Regions from separate parts of the Callithrix jacchus genome. Here region 1 is linked to region 2. A link is a contact called in public Hi-C data. All regions are on one chromosome and are shown on one strand. Each heading gives the region's core, a stretch centred on a gene start, on an enhancer-like site or on the middle of the called end of the contact. The rest is flanking DNA. Distances are from core to core; before and after follow the strand shown. Region 1 holds the start of PARP1 (poly(ADP-ribose) polymerase 1). Region 2 holds the start of URB2 (URB2 ribosome biogenesis homolog).

Evidence for each region. A called contact is a pair of places that touch in the nucleus more often than the background predicts.
Region 1: a contact with region 2 is called in a Hi-C map of skeletal muscle, with 8 times the contacts expected there. The contact joins the promoter of PARP1 here to the promoter of URB2 in region 2. A contact is called at or near these places in 2 of 3 Hi-C or Micro-C datasets (both in skeletal muscle).

The regions. Positions count from the first base shown.
Region 1 is chr19:22,836,227-22,843,816 of calJac240_pri, reverse strand. PARP1 (poly(ADP-ribose) polymerase 1) reads right to left here and starts at 2,435. Exons shown (of 23, transcript XM_002760578.7): 1 at 2,143-2,435. The coding sequence starts at 2,262.
Region 2 is chr19:20,937,734-20,944,467 of calJac240_pri, reverse strand. URB2 (URB2 ribosome biogenesis homolog) reads left to right here and starts at 4,270. Exons shown (of 11, transcript XR_013529764.1): 1 at 4,270-4,427; 2 at 5,795-5,933. It overlaps TAF5L (TATA-box binding protein associated factor 5 like), which reads right to left and starts at 4,146. Exons shown (of 5, transcript XM_035281372.3): 1 at 3,975-4,146.

The DNA of each region.
Region 1 (7,590 bases), core at 1,186-3,685, 1.9 Mb before region 2:
TCTTTGCCCACCTGGTAAGGCCCATGGATGTTCCTTTCTCAGAAAGTCTCGCAAACCGCCAGGTGTGGTGGCTCATGCCTGTAACCCCAGCACTTTAGGAGGCTGAGGTGGGTGTATCACTTGAGCTCAGGAGTTTCAGACCAGCCTGGGCAACACAAGTGAGATTCCATCTCAAAAAACAGAAGAAAAACAAAAACGAAACAAACAAAAGGACTGAAAAGGAAACATACTGAAATAATTATCAAAACATATGAAAGGTAATTTGGAGTATAGTAACCCACGAGCTTTAAAATATTAAGTAACAAGATCTAGTACCACCTCTAATAACTACTGTGATTTTTGTAGCGATTAGAGTAAATGATATTTTGAGAAACTCCCAACTGTAAAGTGACATGAAAATATCTGCAATTACTACTGGTGACAAAAATCATAGGGACTACTAATATGCCTTTGCTTTGCTGCTTACATTTATGATTAGAGGAAATGATGAATTTTACTACAAGTTAGTGGAGATGGTGATAACTTTTTCTTATGTAAACCCACGGACCTCTTGAGTTCTATCTACCATTCCACAGACCGTGGATTAAGAACTTCTATACTAGGAGTGATAACAGGCTGCCTTATATATTGAAAAGAAGTTCTAGGTTCCTTAGTGGGAAACATGGCTCTTCAAATTGTAGGCCCTGTCTACTGCCTTATCCTCGGAGGATCTTTCTGCTCCACTTCTGTGAATTGACAACTCCTAATCCTAATCAAGCTTCCAAACTTAGCTGGGACATGTGGCGCACAACGCCTGGAGTACAGCTCCATCAGGTGGCATTCACCCCCACATACGACAATGTTTGTTTACCAGTCACTTCCCCTTTAACCAAACTGGAAATTCCCAAGGGTGGATTCTGTGTCTTTAGAACCTAACAGAGTGCTTAGCCCACCAAGTAAGTACTGTGTGCCATGTACGGACTTAGGTATGCCCTGAGGACACCAAGATGACAGACATATTGTGAAATAAGATATCAGAAGTATACCTGGCGCTTAGGTACCCACTCGGTAAACCTCGCCCGCACTCCCCTGTACTCTCTAAGTACTGAAAATCCACTGAGGGCTATCCAGTCATCCCTAAAACACATTACAGCTCACGGCAGGGAGGAAAATCAAGCTACCTCGACCCTGACACTAAGCTTGGGAATATGTTGGAAATGAGGAGGAACAGGGAAGGGGAGAACCGGAATTACTAGCACAAAGGCAGACCATCAGCAAACTGGAAGCTGCAAGCAGGAGCCCCTAAGAACTGGCAGTGGTCTTCAAGCCCAGCACCTCACAGAAGCCTCAGGAAACCTCAGAAGGGGATCTTCAATTGATCAAAAAGCCCATATGTAAAACTCAAACCAGACAGCTGCAAATACACCAAGAGAACGCATCTGTGAATCTGGAAAATTTGGGGAAAATGTTAAAGGACAAATTAGGTTCGAAGTGAATGCACTGTACAGAAATGACAACTCCGCATAGTTTCGCCTAATTAAAATACAAAATGAGGGTGAGCGTTGAAATGACGTGTTGAAATAATGGCCAAAAATAGGTTTAAAAAAAAATCTCGGGCGCCGTGGCTCACGCCTGTAATTCCAACACTTTGGGAGGCCGAGGCGGGTGGATCACCTGAGGTCAGGAGTTCGAGACCAGCCTGACCAACATGGTGAAACCCTGTCACAAAACAAAACAAAAATCCCCACATGCCAGTCGCCACCATCCACGTAGGACAAAAATCTTACAGAGTAAGATAGGTCAAAATCAGATTAGCCTAAAAAGACCATGCACAATTTCCCACCCCCCACCCCTGAGGCGAACGGCAATAATAAAACTCCACCACCCAACAAGGAGAGAAGCGGTTCCTAGTTTTCACAAAGCGAAAGGTAGCACCAGCTGCAGGCTGTATTTCCCGGGCTTTTCCTGCAACATCAGCAAAACCTTCCGGAAGGCTCTGCCGGGCCGCTCGGGAGAGGAGGGGCGGCCGCGGCCCACAGGCCCCAAGCGCCTCTCCGAGGGCCCGGGCCCGCTCGCTCCACTGGCCCGCCTTCCCCCAGACTTCCCGGACACAATTAAGCCGGGGCGCCGCGTCCCGCCCCGCCGCCGCACAGCGGCCCGCACCTGCACCATGATAGCCATCCGGAGCGAGTCCTTGGGGATGCTCTCGCTGCATTTCTTGCAAGAGGCGCGCCCGCTCTTGGCGTACTCGACTCGGTAGAGTTTATCAGAGGATTCCGCCATTATCTCCCAGCTGCCGCCGAAGCTCCGCCGCCCAACGCCAAGACCTGGAGACACGCCGCCGCCTCGCCGCCCTGCACGCGCTCACCCTGCCGCAGGCGCCTTAGCGCCCAGAACCGCCGTCTAGCACGTTTTGCCAACCCTCGCCGCTCCCCGATAGATTGCTGATGTCTGGCAGCGGGAACGCCCCCGGAGCTCACGTCCACGGGGCGGGGCTGGCGGCGCGCGCGCGCCCTGCTGGCCGAGGGGCGGAGTTTCCTGGGCGCCTCCGGTTGGAGTTCTGCGGGCAGCAGCCTGGGGTGCTGAGGCGGGGCTTGTTAGGTGGTCCGGGCGCCACCGCTTTAATCGCTCTAGCCCAGGAAGTCTTGTTCTCACAACTAAATTTATCCCCAGTCCCACCCCCCCACCCCCGCCTTTTTATTTTGAGACTGGGTCTCACTCTGAGTCTAACCGCAGTGGAGTGCAGTCGCGTGATCATGGCTCACTGCACTCTGTAACTCCTGGGCCCAGTGATCCTCCCACCTCAGCCTCCTGCGTAGCTGGGACTACAGGCGCACACCACCACAATTAACTAATTAAATTTTTGTTTGTTTGTTTTAGAGACAGGGTCTCACCAACTTGGCCAGCTGGTCTCAAACTCCTGGCTACAAGTGATCTTCGTGCCTCGGCTTCCCAAAGTGCTGGGATCACGGGTGTGAGCCACTGGGCCTGCCCCAAACTCGTTTTAATAGTGTGTCCACCCTCCCCTGAGGGCGGCTGGGTCCGGGAGGCGCAGGGCCCCTACAGGAATATGTTTGATCAGCCCAAGGTGGACCCTGCAGTTCGAGGCCAACCCGCCTGGCTTGGGCGGGCGTTCTAACCTGCGGTCCATAGACCGTTGGGACAAAATTACCAACTAAAACCTAGCATTTTCTTCATTTTGAATTTGACTGCAAATCCCAGGAGTATTAGCAGTACCTGTGACTTTGTGGGCAATAGTCATCACAGATTGTGTGTGTGTGTGTGTGTGTGTGTGTGTAAAGAAAGAGATGGGCAATCTCTCCATGTTTCCCAGGCTGGTCTGGAACCCCTGACCTCAAGCAATTCTCCTACCTCAGCCTCCCAAAATGCTGGGATTAGATTACAGGCATGTACAAAGAACCAGCTACGGTAGTTGAGACTCCCACCCAGGCGGACTGAAGGTATTGAGAGAGGCAGACACCCACATAGCCAACAGAGTGGATCTATCCTAGGGACCAACAGCCTGAGAGCCTGTGGGGCTGACAGCTCTCCAGGACTGAAGGCCCTGCAGAGATTCATCCACACAAATAAATGTGAGATTCATCCACACAGTTATTTGCTCTTTGACAGGTGATTCTTATTAATACACAAATGTTCTACATATACACATAACTCAGGAATATACCAGGAAGGCAGGTGTTACCTGGTTACCACTAATGACAAACCAAAAGCAACTTCCACCAGGGAGCCATGGGGGCAGGGTAAACTTAATGTTTCTCAACAGGCATGAGCCACTGCAGCTGGCCTAGATCTTGTTGTTTAATATAGGACTATACTTTAAAATATAGTTCATTAAAATTAGTTTCTTTTCTAATCCTATGCATTTTTTTTCATTTCATAGATTGTAACATGAGTGTGCTGTGTTTGAAAATATTCAGCTCTGCTGTAGGGGACAAGAAAAATAAGCGGATGAATGAAACTCATAAAAACTGTTAACCACAGAGAAGTAGTAGCTTTAAGAGTTAAGGATGTTGGGTAAGCAAGAATGCTGTGAGACGTAGGCCGAATCCTAAAAGTTAGTAATCAGTTAGATACGTCGAAGGTAGGGCTGGGAGTGGTGGCTCATGCGTAATCCTAGCACTTTGGGAGGCTGAGGTGGGCGTATCCCTTGAGCCCAGGAGTTCAAGACCAGCCTGAGCAACATGGCAAAAGCTCGTCCCTACAAAAGGTAGCTGGGCATGGTGGCAGGTGCCGATAGTACCAGCTATTCGGGAGGCTGAGGTGGGAGGATCACCTGAGCCCTGAAGGTTGAGGTTGTGGTGAACCGTGATAGTGCCACTGCACTCCAGCCTGGGTGACAGTGTGACCCTGTCTCAAAAAACAATTTTTTTGAAGGTAAACAGAATAAGTGGAAAACGTGATGGAACAAAGAAGAGTTTTACTTAGAGAATGATTAAGTCAAAAGGCGTGATCATGCCATCCTCTGGGTTGACAACTATATCATCCCCAAATGGCCACTCATTGGTGATAAATTTATGGTCTCATCCTGGCAGCCATATGCTCTGCCCCCAAAAATGCAGATAAAATTCATGTCTGTTCAGCAGGCTGATTGGTGAGCTGCAGCTGTGGCTGAGTGTGCTTGCCCCTGTGTCTCTCTGTAGAGCAGTGTGAGTTGCTTCAGGTACCCTCTGTTGAGCCGCAGTGAGCATCCTCAACTCTGGTTCTCAAAACCCCACCACCAGTGGGATGGCCTGATGCAGCAGAGAGAGGGAAACATATCATTATTGGCCAGGTGAGGTGGCTTATGCCTGTAATCCCAGCACTTTGGGAGACTGAAGTGGGTGGATCACCTGAGGTCAGGAGTTCAAGACCAGCCTGGCCAACATGGTGAAAACCCATCTCTACTAAAAATACAAAAATTAGCTGAGTGTGGTGGTGCACACCTGTAATCTCAGCTACTGGGGAGGCTAAGGCACAAGAATTGCTTGGACCTGGGAGGCAGAGGTTGCAGTGAGCCAAGATTGCACCACTGCACTCCAGCCTGGGCAACGGAGCAAGATTCTGTCTAAAAAGAAAAAGAAAAAGAAAAAAGATGCAAATATTGCCTAACTCTGGGTTCTGGTGGTATGGTCCACCCACCTTGCCCGTACCCTATCCTGTGTATGTTATCCAGCCCATTGAGTTCCTGCTGTAAGTGGTTTTAAATAGATTCAATAAACCCTGCAATTCAGGCATCATAATTTGGTCTGTGGGGCTTTCTGTTTTGTAACTTCTGGGATGGTTTGCCTGATAATGTATCTAGAAGCTACTATTGCATTAAGGTAGGTTTCTCCACAATATTTATTCTAGAAAGGAGTCCACAGGCTTCATGGACCACCAAAGGGGTCCTAGGCACACACACAGAAGGTTAAGAATTCCTGCCCTAGAACCTAAGAAATCCAGCTATCACCTACTGCCTTCTCAATATTTCGGTTTGAATGGCTTATGTGCATCTCTATTTATATTCAAAATTGCCCGCTGGGCATGGTGGCTCACGCCTGTAATCTAAGCACTTTGGAGGCCAAGGCGGGTGGATCACCTGAGGTCGCGAGTTCAAGACCAGCCTGACCAACATGGTGAAACCCCGTCTTTAAAAAAAAAAAAAAAATCAGAGTTTTAAATAGAGTAAAAAAAATATTAAAAAAAAAAAACTGCCCTAGTGTTTCCCATCTCAGGAAATGGCCCACCATTCTCTGCATTACTTAGGCCAAGTGCTTTGTAGTCAACTTGGCTCTTTTCTTTTTGGCCCCACATTCAATCCATCCCTGAATTCTAACTTCTTGACTCTGATCCTTTCTCATGGCCCAGCCACCATCCTTTTTGGTGGCTCTGAGACAGTCTCGAACCTGTTCTCTTCCATGCATGCCCTCCTGCAGTCTTTTATTCCCCATGAAAGCATGTGAGGTCCTTTTAGAACTCAACTAGTGTCAATTCCATGCTCAAAACCCTGCACAGGTTTCTTATCACACTTAGACTGAAATGCAAGTTTCTCCCCAAGGCCGGACTTGGTCGCTGGCTACTTCTCAGACTTGGTTGCTGCCTGCTCCCCAGGGCTCCCACTGCCCCAGCCACACAGAAGATCTCTATGTTTCTCAGGCTGGTCTTGAACACAAGCATTCGTCCTGCCAAAGTGCTGGGATTATAGGTGTGAGCCACTGCTTCCTGCCCTACTTTTAAGTTCTTTTTTGCACTTATTATCCTTCACAGCATATTTGATACATATATATATATATATGTTTACTGTCTGTCTTCCTCACCAGAATGTAAGCTCCATGAGGGCAGGAGCTTGTGTCTGTTTTGCTGCAATATCCTCAGTGCCTGGAATAGTGCCAAATACTCAACAATATCTGTTGAATGAATGACTGAATCCTACAGTTGGCCCTCCCTTTGCACAGCTCAACTGTCTAATTAATAATGTTACTTCAGACTTGTGTATAACTAACTTATACTGTGCACCAACAAGAACCTTAAATTCGAAATTCCCATGCTGAATTATAACCCCTATAGAATACCAGGCAAGGCTGGTGGCTATTGAGAATACCACCAGGACAGGGTTGTCTAAAGAATTACTTGATAATTCTTGTTAATAATACAAAAATGAAAAAAGAATGCCATCATTCAATTTACAAATAAATCTTACGTGGCTTCACATTCCAGTTTTTTTTTCTTTAAAACGAGTGAGCTGTGTCGAGGCAGGTTAAATACTTTATAGACAAGAGAAAAAAAAGAGCTGCCATAGAACCACTGTATTTGTCATCATCATCAACTTTATTTTTTATCTTTACCTTTTCTGTCGTTCTCCTCTTCGTATTTGACCCTGCTTTGGGCCTTGACAGCATCGTTTTTGCCACATCAGCTTTCCTTTCGCTGGATTTGCAGCATTCTGCTCTTGGTACTTTTCCTTCGGTCGAGGAGCCTGCAGTATGGTCACCCATGTCCCTCCCAGGTTCTTGGCATCGCTGCCAATGGACAGACCCGGATCGCCTTTGATTTGGGGGCAGTATTCAGAACACAAAGTGAAAGGCCAACGGAGGCCTTCGGGGGCAGTAGAATCCCTGAGTTTCTGTTTTATTTCTCTTTCTTTTTTATTTCTCTGTATCTCTTTTGATATAAGTTTTCATTTCTTTTTCATAAAGGGCTTGAACACTCCTGGCCATGTCTCCAATTTCCTTCTCTTTAAGCAAGTAAGGTTTTCCACCTTTCTCTGCCTGTTAATGAACATTCTGAGAAGATGAATGAAGTGTCTGGTTGCTTCTCCTGTATGCTGGCAAGTGTGTGCAGGATGCCTGTGATGGGATCCTGGGATCCCATCCCTGGGATCACTGGGCTCTCCTTGCCCAGATTTAGTTATTTCTGCTCAGTGACACACAGATTCACTCAATGTCCATTCGGCCCTCACTTACCTTGGCAGTGTCTCTAGGTAGGTATTTTTTTCCACCTTCTTTTCACAGCTGTTGAGGTAGGTATTTTTAAAACTGGTTTTCAGATAACAACATGAACCTGGAAAGGTCTAATGTGGTCAGGTGCAGTGGCTCACACCTGTAATCCCAGCACATGGGGAGGTTGAGACAG
Region 2 (6,734 bases), core at 3,021-5,520:
CCTATCAGGAATAATGACTGAATCTTTCCTATTTTTTTGTTTCACGTATTTGGTAAGATTGAATAAACATCCCAAAATAGCACCAGCTGAGGTTGTTCCCGTTGTTCCAGCCCATTATGTCTTTCCCAAAGAGCACCTTGTTGTTCAAAATAGTGTCTGAGAAAGAGTGCCCTGTAACAGGGGAGCCCAAACGTGATGCTTTTGGGGGGAAACCCTGCTTGTGATCAAGCATATACAATATATACTTGAAGATAAGTTTTAAGAGGGAAGGCTGCCTGGTTTCTTCATGTCTTCTATAAGTGCTAAGCTTTGAGATTTTGATGAAAATACCCAACTCTACCGCCATTTTCCTTTTGAAATCACAGGCAGACAGGGAACTGCCAAGACTTGCTTTTTAATTTTAGTAGAAAATAAAAGTAAAATAGAAGACTTGCATTTTGAGACAAGGTCTCGCAGTGTCACCCAGGTTGGAGTGCAGTGTCATAATTACAGCTCACTGCAGCCTTGACCTCCTGAGCTCAAAGATCTTCCTGCGTCAGCCTCCCTAGGAGCTGGGGCCACAGGCATGCACATCATCACACCTGCTTAATTATTATTATTATTATTATTATTTTGGTTGAGACTGGGTCTCACTATGTTGCCCAGGCTGGGCTCAAACTCCTGTGCTCAAGTGATCCTCCCAAAGTGCTAGGATTATAGGCATGAGCCACTATACCTGACCCTATTTTCAACATAATACTACACTATGAAAGGTATAATCTTTCCAAAAAGCTAATCTGATGTTATCTATGTTATCTCTGCTAAACTCAAAAATTTTCTACTGGCGCTAGGCGTGGTGACTGATGCCTGTAATCTCATCGCCAAGGTAGGTGAATCACCTGAGGTCAGGTGATCAGCCTGGCCAACACAGTGAAACCCCGTCTCTACTAAAATCTTACAAAAATTAGCTAGATGTGGTGGTGCAAGTAGTCCCAGCTACTCGAGAGGCTGAGGCAGGAGAACTGCTTGCACCTGGGAGGCGGAGGTTTTGGTGAGTTGAGATCGTGCCATTGCACCCTGGTTTGGGAGACAAGAGTGAAACTCTGTCTCAAAACAAAACACTTTCTACTGCCTCCACTAGTGTGAAGAATAGAAAAAGTCAGTGTTTACTGTGTCATTTCCAGGTTACTCTGATCTGCCTTTGTTTACCTCACTGGACCAATCCTTGGTTCTTCTTACTCCACCTTCTCCCCTCAGGGCCCTCCAGTAGTTGGAGGCACTGCCACACTGGCACTACAACCTCGTCTGGCTATATTCCAACCCCACTTTGCAGCTCAGGTTAGTCATCTCAGCTTCCTTGATGACAGTCCCTTCCACACACAGATCCAGGAACAAATCTCTATAGTAGAACTCTTGTCTGTTTCATAGACTACTACTACAAATACCTGAGGCTTACTGAGCATACCGGGCGCTAAGACACTTCAAGCACTTAAAATTAAGTGCTTTACATAGATTGTCTTCTTTAAGCTCACAAGAAACCTATTAGGTAGGACATATTCTTCAGATCGGAAAGGTGAGGCCCAAAGAAGTTACAGGGCTAGGACGGGAACTCAGGCCATGAGGCTGAAGGGTCTGTGCTCTTCTATTCTAAAGTATCTTGCTGCTCAAAGGATTCTACACATGACCAGGGGCTTCCTGAGGGAGCACAACAGTGAGTGCTTACCAGATGCTTGCTGAGAATGATCGGAACACTTACTACCTGAGAAGTCAGCCACTTAGAACATAGAATGGAAACTTGACTTCTAGTCCTGTCCACTGAGTAATGCTGGTTTAACAGATGATCCCTAGAGCCCCATTCCAGCAAAACAAACTAGCAAAAACAAAACCCCCTTTTTTCGCCCAGAGATGTCCTTTATAGGTGCTAACACATTGCTTGCGAAACCAAAAACCAATTACTGAGTAGTTAAGTGAGGCCTTTACCTAGTTTCAGTGACAGAAGCACACATAAACCTCACATTTAGAGGCAGGAACAAGAAAACCATTCCAAGATACACTAATCTAATTTGTTGTTGATGACAAAGAAAAATACTTTAAACAAGCCCTCACTTTTAAATTTTCTAGCTTAACACTGATTTTCAAGGCCGGAAGGATTTATAATTCATTAAAAAAATTAGCACATATTCCATTTAACACACAAAAAAACTTCAGACTACAGGGAACCTAGAAGGTATTCTGCCAAAAGGAAATCATAATAGCTAACATTTAGCAATTTTTTTTTTTTTTTTGAGACAGAGTCTCATTCTGTCACCAGGCTGGAGTACAGTGACGGGATCTCACCTCACTGCAACCTCTGCCTGCTGAGTTCAAGCAATTCTCCTGCCTCAGCCTCCTAAGTAGCTGGGACTACAGGCACACGCCACCACACCCAGCTAATTTTTGTATTTTAGTAGAGACGGGGTTTCACCATGTTGGCCAGGGTGGTCTCGATCTCTTGACCTCGTGATCAGCCTGCCTCGGTCTCTCCCTAAGTGCTGGGATTACAGGTGTGAGCCACCTCGCCCGGCGCCATTTTCATATACTTCATTCTTTTTCTGGGTACCTTTAAAAAGGTCCTTATTTGGGAATCTGAGGCAGGAGGATTGCTTGAGCTTAGGAGTTCGAGACCAGCCTGGGCAACACAGAGACACCTTGTCTCTCAAAATAAAACTCCACGTTTAAGTTATTCCTCATCACCCTATTTTACAGATGAGAAAACTACAGCTCAGAGAGGTTACGCAGATGGCTACATGGTTTCCATCCAGGTCTACTGTCACCAAGCCCTATCCACTACATTAAGCTGTTCCAAAGTTTAACCTGTGGCCAAATGCATTTAACCTATCTAACCTATTAAGCACAAAACTCCCTTTCCTACTCCCACTTCCAAGTAGAGCTGTGACCAAGAACTGGAGAACAGCCTCCGTGTCCTCTCCTACACCCCCAACTCAGGTGTTGGCACACTTGAATCGCCTAATAGAAAACATGCTCCGCCCTTACTGTTCCTCTCGGCTCAGCTCCCAACTGTCTCTTCGCAGGAGTCACCATTCCGAGATTCCAATCTGCAAGGTCAGTTTAGGTACAGCAATTTAAGACAAACACCGCATGGGACTAGCATTTACCTTCTGATCCCAGAACCACACAGAGTGCGAGATCTGCAGTACAACGACTTTCACAACTGATGGGAGAACTGCATGTAGCGTTCCTGCACTCCACTTCCGCTAAGTCTAAAATGACACCACTGTTTCTAATCTTCCACTCACTGCGAACCAACGCCTTTATCGAATACATTTTCAAAAGCCTAGCAGCTTCGCGAGCTGGAGGTGGCGAACCCGTCCCACGCCATGGGCGCACCAACCTTACCTTGCTGTCATGAGGCAAAGAGCCCTGAGACACCCTTGCAGGTCGGCACGCTCCCGCAGTAGCTAGTCTAACTCTGGCTCCCCCGTGTCACACGCGGAGACCGACTCCACACCCACCCACGCACCATCACCATGTGCAAAGTTGAATCCCGACTTCGCCGCAAAGACATTTCCTTTTCCCCTACATGCAAAGGAGCTGTGAAGACGTGCTCCCCATCAGGCTGTCGGGCACTGAGATCCCTGCCCCGCGGGCGCCCGCCACCTCCTCCCCGAGCCCAGCATCCGACCCGCAGGACCCACCCCTGCGCAGGAACGCGACGCCAGTCCAGGTGTAGCCGCCGACTGCAGGCCACGCCGCCGGCCGCAGCCCGGGACTCGGGAGGCCGAGGGCGGAGGCGCGGCCACCGCGCCCGCGCAGAGCCGCCCGTCGCCCCCCCGCCCCGCCCCCACTCGCCCCACCCCCACCGCCCGCCGGCGGGAGCCGAGGCGCGCCCGGCCGAGGCCCCGCCGCCCTGGTCCCCGCCCGCCCGCCCGCTCGCTCGCGCGCGCGCGCGCCTCGCGACCCTCCCGACCCTCCCAGCTCGAGCGCCCCGCACTCACTGAACATCCCAGGCGGCTCCGGCTCCCCCCGCCGCCGCCGCCTCCGGGATCGGGTTGATTCCGCCTCCGTAGTCTCTGCCGCAGGGTCTCGCTCTGACGGCCGGCTCAGCTGGGCCCCCACGCCCCGCGCCCCGCCGCCCCCGCCGCCGCTTTGGGCGGCCGCTCCATGACTGACTGACACGGAGCGGGCCGCGGGCTGGGCCGCTTGGGCCTCCAACGCGCAACAGTCTCCGCCAATGGGCGAGGCGCCTCGGCGCTCGGCTGGCGACGCCTGGCGTGCGTGCCGCCCCTCTCCGCTGCGCCGCCGGCGTCGGGCGGAAGAAGCGTGGGGGCCGGGCCCACGTGGTGGGGCTGCGGAAACCGGACAGTCGCCGCCGCCGCCGTTGCCCCTGTCCTCCGTCGTCTACGAGGGGCTGTCTCGAGCTGAGCCCCCTACCGGGCCCGGGTCCCGAGGTGAGTCCCTACCGTCGGTGCGCTCTCTACCTGGAGCCAGGTCCCGAGGTGAGCCCCCAACCCGGGGTTGGTCCTCTCCAGAGGCGAGCCCCTACCTGAGGCTGGGCCCCGACGGGGGTCCCCCACCCGGCCCAGTTCCAGTGCCGCCAGCAGATCTGGGCGAGAGCCGACTGGACGCGCTCCATCTGTGAAGGCGAACTCCCTCCTGCCTCCTAACTGCTCTCTGTTTCTTGTTGCTTTGTTTCTTTCTGTTGGGCAGGGAGTGCTAGCAGGGCTTTGCTGTCCGCCCTGGACTTTGCATTGCCGGGTAAGGGCGGCTGGAGGCCAGGAAAGCGGAATTCTGGCGGAGCCCGGAAGAGCATCTCGGTCGTCTTTGCAGCCAGTTCAACAAACACTTGTTATGCACTTTGTAGCTGTCTCAGTGGCGGTCTGTGGTATTGAACGTAAAAGTCAGGCATCGTTGAATTCGTTTTGGACATTTTGACAAAATGGGAACACTGACACCACTTGATGGTTCTTTTTCTTTGCAGTAGAGTAAAGGATAATTTAATTTCTAAAATGAAAACGGCTTAACCTTCCTTTTTACTATAACTTTTAGGAAAGTCAAAGCCAAGTGTACCCAGTTTTATAGTAACTGTAGGTGTTTGATATGTTTGCGCCCTCCGAGACTTCATGACGTTTTTGTTTTCTATTTTCAGTCTTTTCCTTGTGCAAGTATCTCTTGTAGAGTCTTTTTGGAAGTGTGTATGTGCATTGTAAATTTATACATGAATGAATAAAAGTCTTAGCGGGAGGTTACTGTTGCCGCTGAAATAACAGTATTCCCTGGGGGATTTCCTTTTCTCTTGGAGACATTACTTTCCCCAGATATTGCTTATGTATCTTTTCCTCTTTTAATTGGAAACAGTGTATGAATGATTCTTTCCACAAGTAATGTAAACACCGATTTTTGCCTTCTTGGATTCCTGTACACTTGCCTTTGTGGATGTGATGTTTGATCACAGCTGGAATATATATAGTCCATCTTCTGTGTGTACCATCCATCTTCTGCCTGCTTTTGTCTGAATCTCATGTACATACCTTAAAAATGTACATACCTTAATTTTAAAATATTTTATTGCCAAAAAATGCTATAGGTTATTGGTTATCTGAGCCTTCAGGGATTCATGCTTTTGTCTGAAAATTCATGGAGTCTAGTATCTTGTATGTAGATTTACCGCAACTGAACTGTTGATTCATTAAAAACTTTTGAAAGAATACATATTAGGTGAACAATAAGATACAATATTGCAATACTGTTGACTTTCTGGTGCCTGCTCAGTCTGACCATGTTATAACATATTTTTTTCATTGTTTCCAAATTGTAGATAACTTGTAGCAATGGCTGCTGTTTATTCTGGCATTTCCCTTAAGCTTAAAAGCAAGACAACTTCCTGGGAAGATAAACTAAAACTAGCTCACTTTGCTTGGATTTCTCATCAGTGCTTTCTTCCAAATAAAGAACAAGTAAGTATAAAGTGAAGCTCATATTTTTATAGTCTATCAAGATAATTGCATATTGGCAATTGGTTAAAATAAAAAAGAAATAGAGAAAAGGTTGGGGAGGGAACTTTGTTGGAAGTTAAATGAAATGTCAATGGAAAAAGTAATGAGTCATACTTCATAATACCTTTTTTTTTGTTGTTGAAAAACCTCATTTAGTTCGGAGGCAGTGGCTCATGCCCGTAATCTCTATTTTGGGAGGCCAAAGCAGGAGGATCGCTTGAGGCCAGGAGTTCTACACCAGACTGGACAACATAATGAGATCCCTTTATGTTGGGATCTCATTATGTTTTGGGATTTGTGTCCTGGCTTCCTCCACATTACCTGCAGCTTAACCTCTAACTTTAAATATATATATATATATATCTACACATATACATACATACATATGTTAGACATGGTGGCATGTGCCTGTAGTCCCCACTACTTAGGAGGCTGAGGTGGGAGAATCCCTTGAGCCGAGGAGTTTGAGGCTGCAATGAGCTGTGATTGTGCCACTTCACTCCTGGTGATAGAGCAAGACCTTGTCTCTTCAAAATAAATAAATAAACCCACTGAATTTAGCATTTCTTTTGTTTGGAGACATTATATTATAAATTAAGTGTATGCATTAATGAACATATTGGGAATTAAGTTATGAAGTTAGTTTCTGAAAGTCCATTGATAGCTACATTTGATTATGAATCCAAAGTGATCTTTCATAAGCGGTAGGTGGTGCTTTGTTAAAAATCTTCAGAATTGGATAAATTGAAGGTTGGGTAGTAG